Regions from separate parts of the Capsicum annuum genome. Here region 2 is linked to region 1. The links are chromatin contacts, called in public Hi-C maps. All regions are on one chromosome and are shown on one strand. The core of a region is the stretch at or near the end of the contact, and the rest is flanking DNA. Distances in the headings are between cores, read along the strand shown. Region 1 overlaps LOC107868160 (rRNA biogenesis protein RRP5). Region 2 holds the start of LOC107865905.

Region 1 (4,362 bases), core at 1,675-4,174:
TCCTCTTGTTCTTCCTTTCGAGCTAACAAGATGACAATGAAAGTATTCTAAGGGTCTTGAATCCTTAAAATAGTAATAAAAAGGATAAATAAAAAACCTAATATGATAAATAATCAAAACCAAAAAACCTGATAAAAGAGTAATCATGTTCTTGCTTAACCCTGAAAAGGGGGTATTTAGCCGCTCATGGACATAACCGTAATTGCAATGGTAGAATATATGTTAAAATCCATAAACAAATCAAAATAATGAAATAAAAAAAAAAACTAATTAAAGTGTTATCCATCCTCACTCCAAGTTCCAGGATCGTCCAAGGTGTGTAACATAATGTTTAAGGGTCCTATTTATAGGAGAACACAAGTTGCCGATTTGAACTTACCAACGTGCCACGGACCTTATTGCGTTGGCTAGGGTCTGTGGCACGCCGATATCGTGGTAACACACTAGAATTGGTCATTTAGTATGCCCCTAAGGGCGTGGAATGGACCCTAACACGGTGTTTAAGGTCCGTGGCATGCCACTGACCCTAAAACGTTCATTTTTTGGCAAGTCTTGTCCCGTGCTTTTGTCCATCCATTCCAAGCCTTGTGGTGATATTTTCACTTGATTTCCAGCTTTTGTATAATCCATATATAATCATGATAAACTCACCAAGAATCCTATAGAATCAAACACCACGAATTAGAGCTCAAAACCACATACAATCCAAGACGGTGAACTAGACACTTAAGCTAAGAATACTAGTTTTATCCTTTTGATCTTTAACGAATTGTTTTGTCTCTTGACTTGTTTCAATTGAACCATAAACACTATAAAAAAGTTATTACGCATATTATGACACAATCATATCCTTACTAACTCATTACACACACTATAATCTATCGAGATCAACTAGAACAACACACAGCTCAAGTTAGTAACACTAGTTTTCTCGTCTAAACTCTAAGTGACCAAATTAATTACAAACTTGTTTTAAAGACACCTTATACATTGTAATCAAGTATTTTAACACTTAGATTCTCAATTATACAAAGATTTACTCATTAAGCACAAGTGAAGTCCTCAAAACAAGGCTAAATAAGCCCGGATAGAAAAACTGAGGTGCATAAATCCACCTCAAATCAGTGGTGCGTTTGTTGAGTTGATGTGAAGTGGTGAAATTCCATCCTTCGAAAGGCCATGGCATTTCACTGATTTCTTTTATTAACTTAGTTGCTATTCTGGTTTTAGAAGCTATCGTGGACAAGTGTGGGTGAATTGTTATTTGAATTATTTGAACCGTCATTTGATTCATCTATTCCTATTACTATTATTATTGGTTTGATTGGCTTCCGCTTTATTTTTATGATTATTGTGCTCTTGAGGTTAGGCTAAGGGGTGGTCTCCGACCCATAATGGACTTGAAATACCCGTCACGACTAGGCCCTGGTTCAGGTCATGACACTCTATCTATGTGAGTATTTATTCCTTAAGAGCCCTTTTACTCAATCATGTAGAATAATAATGATTAAAATTGTAGTAACTCTTAATTTAAGCATATCATTTCTAAAGAAAAGTTACCAATATATTAAGGGATGTATAGTGTTGTTTTATTGCTCTTTTTACTTCTTTTTTCGGGGGTGGGGGGTGGGGGTGGGGGGGTAGGGGGGGCTAAACAAAAATTGTATTCAACCGGTAAGTATTTTGTACAACCTAACAAAGAAAGAGAAGTGTCTGATAAGACTGCTGCTTTAACATATGGAGATAATGTAACTTAGTTCCTTAGTTTCAGATAGGATGGATGCAGTTATCCATTAGTAGTTGTTAGTTGTTATCTATTAGTAGTTGTCAGTAATTATCTATAGTAGTTATCTATAGCAGTAACTGCTTATGTCTTAGTTTAAATAGAAGAATCTGGTAGAGTTCTAAGAACAAAAGAAAAAATATTATCATTGTCTTTATATCTGGAGATCTGTCCACTCCATACGGACTTGGTTATTGGTTAATATAATGTTTAAGATCCTTGCACTTCATTTAACCAATAATATTTCCTTCTCTATCTCTTCTGCGTCCTAATTTCTATCAGTGTCTCACCTGGATTGACGACTAGGCTTACATCTATGGAAACGATCTAAACTTCGAAGGCATGTAGCCCATTCACAGTTTCTTTGTCCAACAATATGCACTTGCAACACAATATCTCTAACAAGTAGCTTGTGAGATTTCTTCTTTGAGTTGAACCTTCGATTGTTCCTCTCCATCCAAAGTTGATACACTACTGCCGCAAACAGGAAGCCCAAAATTGCAGTTCTTGGATTATGTCGCTTTACCCTGTTACTAAGTATTTCATGATCCCAACCTACACTTTTACCTTGAACCCCTAGCCATTGTTTCAGCCCTTGCCACACAAGTTTGGAGTACTTGCGTTCGAAACCCAGATAAGTATTGAGAGAGTCCAATATTTCTTCTTCACACAATAGAGAGTCTCCATTCACCATAATACCCCATTTGCTCAGTCTCTCAACAGTTAGTCTGGTGAAGTGCTAGCCATAAGACAAATTGACGTCTAGGCATAACACAGAAAATAACAATGATGGCTTCTCCTTAAAGGCATATATTTTCAAACATTTTTTAAAAATTAATTTTAGGAAATTCAATCAAAAGGACATAAAATAGATAATTGCAATTTCAAGACTTGATATAGTAGACAAGCTTGTTTTTTTTTTTTTTTGGGGGGGGGGGGGTTCCACCCGGTACAATACTCACAATGGATCTCTCAACTAAATCTAAATTCACTCCAGGAAGACCGACATTAGGTGTAAGCGCTCCCTAACAAAGGCTACTCCGTACCTAGGGAAACTTGAACCAGAAACCTCTGAATAAAAATAGCGTACTTACCACTCCATCACAATCCGTGTTGGTAGATAATAGATGTAGGAAAAACATAGTCCTTTCTCAACAACATTTTGACATTTAGAAACAGGGGAGATCACCTACTGGAATTGCGTAAGAAAATTTACAAGCGTTAAAAATGGATTCATTATCATTGCTAAAATTCATATTCATACACAAACGCCTAACAGAATATCATATCCCCCTTGCATAAAACTGAGATTCTCTTTACACCACAATTTCTCTGTTCGTTCCAAAAATTACTCTTTTACACAGTAACAAAAATGAAGCCGCATGCTTCTCTGCCGTCTAGCATGTTTCAAAACTTGCATTTCAGTCTCCGAACTCTATTTCAATCACTCAACTTACTTCCAACAAGAGAAGTTGGTTCTAGTGCTGGGGACATTACTTTCAACAGATTCTTGCCACAGTTAGTCATGTTTGTACGTCCCAAACAGCAGACAGTTTCAACCTCAAGGTAATTTCTGAACAATACCATGTGAAAATCTGTTCTCCAGCACTATGAAGGACTCTGAACCATGTCAAGATATTCCAGTATCTCCACGACTGCTGTATTTAATTCATGCAAGACTACTCTCAACATATTCCATTGCTTTCCTTTTCACAGCCTCCATTCGTTCATCATCACCAAGCGTCTTTTCATACTCAAGATACTTTTTAAAGAGGAACTGCACTCCAGATATCATAGGCCATTAATAAAACGGATAGGGCACCATCTTAAAACAAGAAAACCAACTGAAAGAAACATCATGACAAATATTCCAGGGTATTGAAAATATATATAATCACCTTCATCTTTTTGGGTGGAAGGCTAAGAGTAATTGCCCTTTCAAATAAGGCACGGATCACATCTGCATTTCCCAGTCGAATCTCCTGTTCATTTGATTTAGTTGTGAGTCATGTACTGTAAAAACGATTTTCTTCACCCACACAATAGTGCAGTTCAATACAGTACCTGATCAAGATAAACGCTCCACAGATCAGTTCTCTTTGGATACTCGCGAAGCATTTTCTCAAATAAGGAGCGACCCCTGTCAGGAACTCCACACTTGAACTCTAGAATAGCTGTTTGTGTAATAAAGTTAATATGTTTGTGCGGAGGAAGACTTAGCAAAGCACGATTCACCACTGACTGGACTCCATCTTGGTTTTGTTTCAATAGCCACTGAATACGCCTGAGCCAAACCTAAATGCAAAGAGGACACAAAGAGTTAGCAATAGTTAAATAAGGATCAACCAAAGCACTTCCCAAACCACTCTTAGGTGTCACTACCTTGCACGAATGCTTGAACTTCTTGACCATCTTGTTAAGAAGTTCATCTGTGAGTTTGTGTTGCTCAGTCCTCTCATACATTCCTAACAAGGCCAAATGCACTTTTTTGGGATCACAATACTGCAATGCTCTTTGGAATACTTTTGCAACAGCTTCCTGGGGCGTAATCAAGGATATGGGATTCAGAGGCAAATACT
Region 2 (4,070 bases), core at 570-3,069, 49 kb before region 1:
GACAAATGCAACTTGTAGTCCTGAATGTTTCAAAGAACAGAATATCTGGTGAGATTCCGAGCCAGATTGGATACATTAAGTGCTTACAGATTCTTGATCTGTCCTACAACAATTTCTCTGGTCTATTCCCAGCTAGTTTTAATAAATTGTCTGATCTGAGCAAGTTCAACGTCTCTTACAACGAGCACATCTATGGTACTATACCAGAAAGTGGGCAATTAGCCACGTTTGAGAAGTCATCATATCTTGGCGATCCATTGTTGCGCCTTCCATCTTTCATTGACAACTCTACGAATGCTGCTATAAACAAGGGTGGAAGTTTCAAAAGGCCTACAAAAGTTGGTGCAATTTTGGTATTCTTGGCTTTGGTGCTGGCTTTCGTTGTTTGTGGACTTATGACACTCGTTGTCTGCCTCATTTTAAAATCTCCGATAGACACACCAGGATACCTACTGGAGGATTCAAAGGGCCGACATGATCTGGCATCGAGTTCAGGTGCATCCTCACCATGGTTGTCTAATGATGTCAAGGTTATCCGTTTGGACAGAACAAGCTTCACACATTCTGACATTTTGAAGGCCACAGGCAGATTCTCGAATGACAGAATTATAGGGAAGGGAGGATTCGGGACAGTGTATCGCGGAGTCTTGCCAGATGGAAGGCAAGTGGCAGTGAAAAAGCTACAAAGGGAGGGAATTGAAGGGGAAAGAGAGTTTAGAGCTGAAATGGAAGTACTAAGTGGAAATGACTTTGGTTGGCATCCAAATCTTGTGACACTTTATGGTTGGTGCCTTAACGGATCAGAGAAATTGTTAGTCTATGAATACATGGGAGGTGGAAGCTTAGATGACATTATCACAGATACAACCAAATTCACATGGAAGAGACGAATTAACGTGGCAATTGATGTGGCACATGCTTTAGTCTTCTTACACCACGAGTGCTACCCTTGTATCGTCCACAGAGATGTCAAGGCTAGCAACGTGCTGCTAGACAAAGACGGAAGAGCAAGAGTCACAGATTTTGGCCTAGCTAGGGTCATGGATGCTGGAGATAGTCATGTTAGCACAATGGTTGCTGGTACAATCGGGTACGTTGCACCAGAATACGGGCAAACTTGGCAGGCTACAACAAAAGGCGACGTCTACAGTTATGGAGTCCTGGCCATGGAGCTAGCCACAGGGAGACGCGCTGTAGATGGAGGCGAGGAATGCCTAGTTGAATGGGCGAAACGAGTGATGGGAGACGGAAGGCAAGGGTTCACCAGAGCCATTATACCTGTGTCTCTTTTGGTATCTGGCCTAGCAGAGGGAGCAGAAGAATTGTGTGAATTGCTTAGAATAGGAATAAGGTGCACTGCTGATAGTCCTCATGCTAGGCCAAATATGAAGGAAGTATTGGACATGTTGATCGCCATTCCTCGCAGCCACAGATCAGGATCCAGCCGTTGCACTTCTCCTTCATTTTGATGAACTTTTTTTTTGTTTCAAATTACACAGCCAAGTGTCAATAGATTTTTACACATTTGTAACATACACATCTCACATTCTTCTTGTAAAAACTTGTTTAGATTCTTTGTTTTGGCAATTATGATTTGCTAGGATCACATAAAATTTTTGTTAAGATCATAAGAGTTGAAATGTGAATTAAGTTTTCAAAGATTTCCTATGGAAAGTTTTAACCTTTGAGTTTGTGTTTTGTGCATCGTAAAGAATTCTTACACTATCATACTATAATACAACAAGAATTAACTCTCCATATTAAGCATGATGTGGTAACTTGGAAAATAGTGCTACTTAAATCTTCTTTAGCCGTGGAAACAACCTCTTGCAGAAATGCAGGATAAGGCTACATATAGATGAAAAGAAATGTTAATCCAAGTAAAAGCAAGTGAAGGAGACAAGTATTGACTCACCAACTCACCTATAAGGCAAATGTAAAACTCCAGTTATGTTATGGATTATTGCATGATTAATTAAGGTGATCATCATAATTATCTAGTACACGGAATTTGTTGTTAATTAATTAGGTCATCAAGTCTTTTTCATAGTGGATGGCGTCAAAGAAAAAAACATGAGCACTTGGAAAATTACATGGTTATTGTCCCCAAAATTTAAGATCATCTACTTATAACAGTAGCTAAATTAATCAAAATTTAACGACTAAGTGGAGTCAAATCATGGAGTAATCATGAACATTTGAAGTGGATGTACTATTCTAATGCATTAAATATCTTCACTAGTTCTCCAGTGAAGTAAGTATACATATTTGATGGACTCATGACATTCATAGTGAAATTACAGTAGCAGGGTTCAAATACAACTATATAAATATATCCCATCTAATCCCCATAATTAAAGAAAATTATATAATGGTCTTCACAACATGTTTTTTGTTCTTTCTAAAATATATACTAGTTTCTAAAATATTCAACAAATCAAAAAAAAATATTCTTCTCTACCATAAAGCATGAAAAAATGGACATATATTGTTTTCCAGGATATTTGTACCAAATGCACAATTAGCGCATGATCATTTAGTTAACAATAATGTCCTTCATAATAATAATCTCCAATTTAATGGAGTGAGGAACATTCATTGATCTTCCTTACAGTTTATTTGTTGTGAACTCTTTTTCCTGAATTTGCATTCTGTTGACAGGGGCGGCGTCAGGTATGGCCGAGGGGTTAAAATTAATTTTTGTGTCTATAGTAGATGTTGAACTCCTCTGCTTGTTCGCGTGTTAATTTTCAATTTTGAATTCCCTTGATGAAAATCCTAGCTCTGCCGCTATCGGTTGAAATCCTTAGTTAGTAGTAACTTCATATTTGCTGATCGATATGATTAATTAGACATGACATATAATCGATGCAGGGTAATGGATGAAGAAGATAAGAGAATGGAGAATGCAATTAAGCGTGAGTTAGAATATAAACAGAAGATTGCAAATTTATTTCCGGATCATGATGCTAATACTGATATTTTTCCCTTAGAGGTAAGTCTTGTTTCTAATTTTCTATCCATTTTCTTCTATATATAAATTCCGCGAACGCATTACCTGATTCATCTAAGTGCATGACAATTGATATGTATCAATACTCTCGATGATTAGTGAGGACATGTCTCAACTTCAGATTACGGAGGACATTGACCTTAGATAGGAGAGTGTGGAGGTCGATGTCTTGCTTTTCGACAGATATAGGCTTGGTACTGTCTGTAGTAGACTCATAGTATTAGCCGTAGTTTCTTGCTTTTGATATCTGTTACCATCTATTATTTATAGTGGTTTGGTTTATCACACTAATTTGTTGCTGTTACTGTTCCTTTCGCGAATGCTGTGCACTGTTTTCCTTATTCGCTGTCATGTTTTCTTCACTGTATGTTGTTGCTGTATATAATTTTGTTACCAAAAGGTACACTGTATCTTGGGTAATGATAAAATCTGTGTACTCCTTGTATCTTACATATGTTACAAGACTTGATCATCGATACATATAAACTAGTTTTTGTTCGATTGATCCTGTGAATTAACTCTAGTGTCATAGATTCGAGTCTTCTAACAGAACATCATTGTAAGTTTTAGGAAAAACGATGGAAAGCTTTGATTTCCAAGAGAAACAGATCCACTGGTGGAATACTAGATTGCAGCCAAACAACCACCTGTAAATATGTCAAAGTTTCACAGGAAACATTTGAATCTGATGAACAAATTAATGCTAGAGGTAATTCATCTTTTCTTTTCTTTTCTTTTCTTTTTAACCAAATTATCAGAGCAATTTCTGCAGAATGTTGTTACATTCATTGGCACACACTGTACAGTATTATTGCCGCTCTTTTTAACATGTTTTATTCCTTTCACTCTGTCAGGTACCACCTCCAGGAGCAATTCAAATGTAAGTGCTGTGCCTCCCTTCCCTTCCCTTCCCTGATCTATTTACTGATTTTGTTCATTGAATCGTGCATGTGATGTTTTGTGTATCAAAATATTCAAATCTAAAAGAAAATATCTAAGTTTTAGGTAAAAAGACAGAAAGCATTGGTTTCCAAGAATATGAAATCCGCTGGTAGAA

Evidence for each region. Hi-C and Micro-C count contacts between places; a contact is called where the count stands out from the background.
Region 2: a contact with region 1 is called in a Hi-C map of leaf, with 2.5 times the contacts expected there. The contact joins the promoter of LOC107865905 here to the enhancer-like site in region 1. A contact is called at or near these places in 3 of 5 Hi-C or Micro-C datasets (bud, leaf and pericarp).

The regions. Positions count from the first base shown.
Region 1 is chr3:256,034,208-256,038,569 of UCD10Xv1.1, reverse strand. It overlaps LOC107868160 (rRNA biogenesis protein RRP5), which reads right to left. Exons shown (of 37, transcript XM_047408768.1): 34 at 4,166-4,321; 35 at 3,848-4,078; 36 at 3,682-3,765; 37 at 2,995-3,560. The coding sequence ends at 3,453. Among protein-coding and RNA genes, the nearest start is that of LOC124897472, 5.7 kb to the right of the region's middle. Within about 2 kb of position 2,924, at least 4 of the 5 cell types and tissues checked have an H3K27ac peak or open chromatin away from gene starts, as enhancers often do. A contact at or near this core is called in bud and leaf, where this site is marked.
Region 2 is chr3:256,082,029-256,086,098 of UCD10Xv1.1, reverse strand. It overlaps LOC107865905, which reads left to right and starts at 1,819. Exons shown (of 5, transcript XM_047409853.1): 1 at 1,819-2,995; 2 at 3,584-3,722; 3 at 3,868-3,893; 4 at 4,019-4,070. The coding sequence starts at 2,855. LOC107862280 (probable LRR receptor-like serine/threonine-protein kinase At1g74360) reads left to right here. Exons shown (of 2, transcript XM_016707797.2): 2 at 1-1,681. The coding sequence ends at 1,469.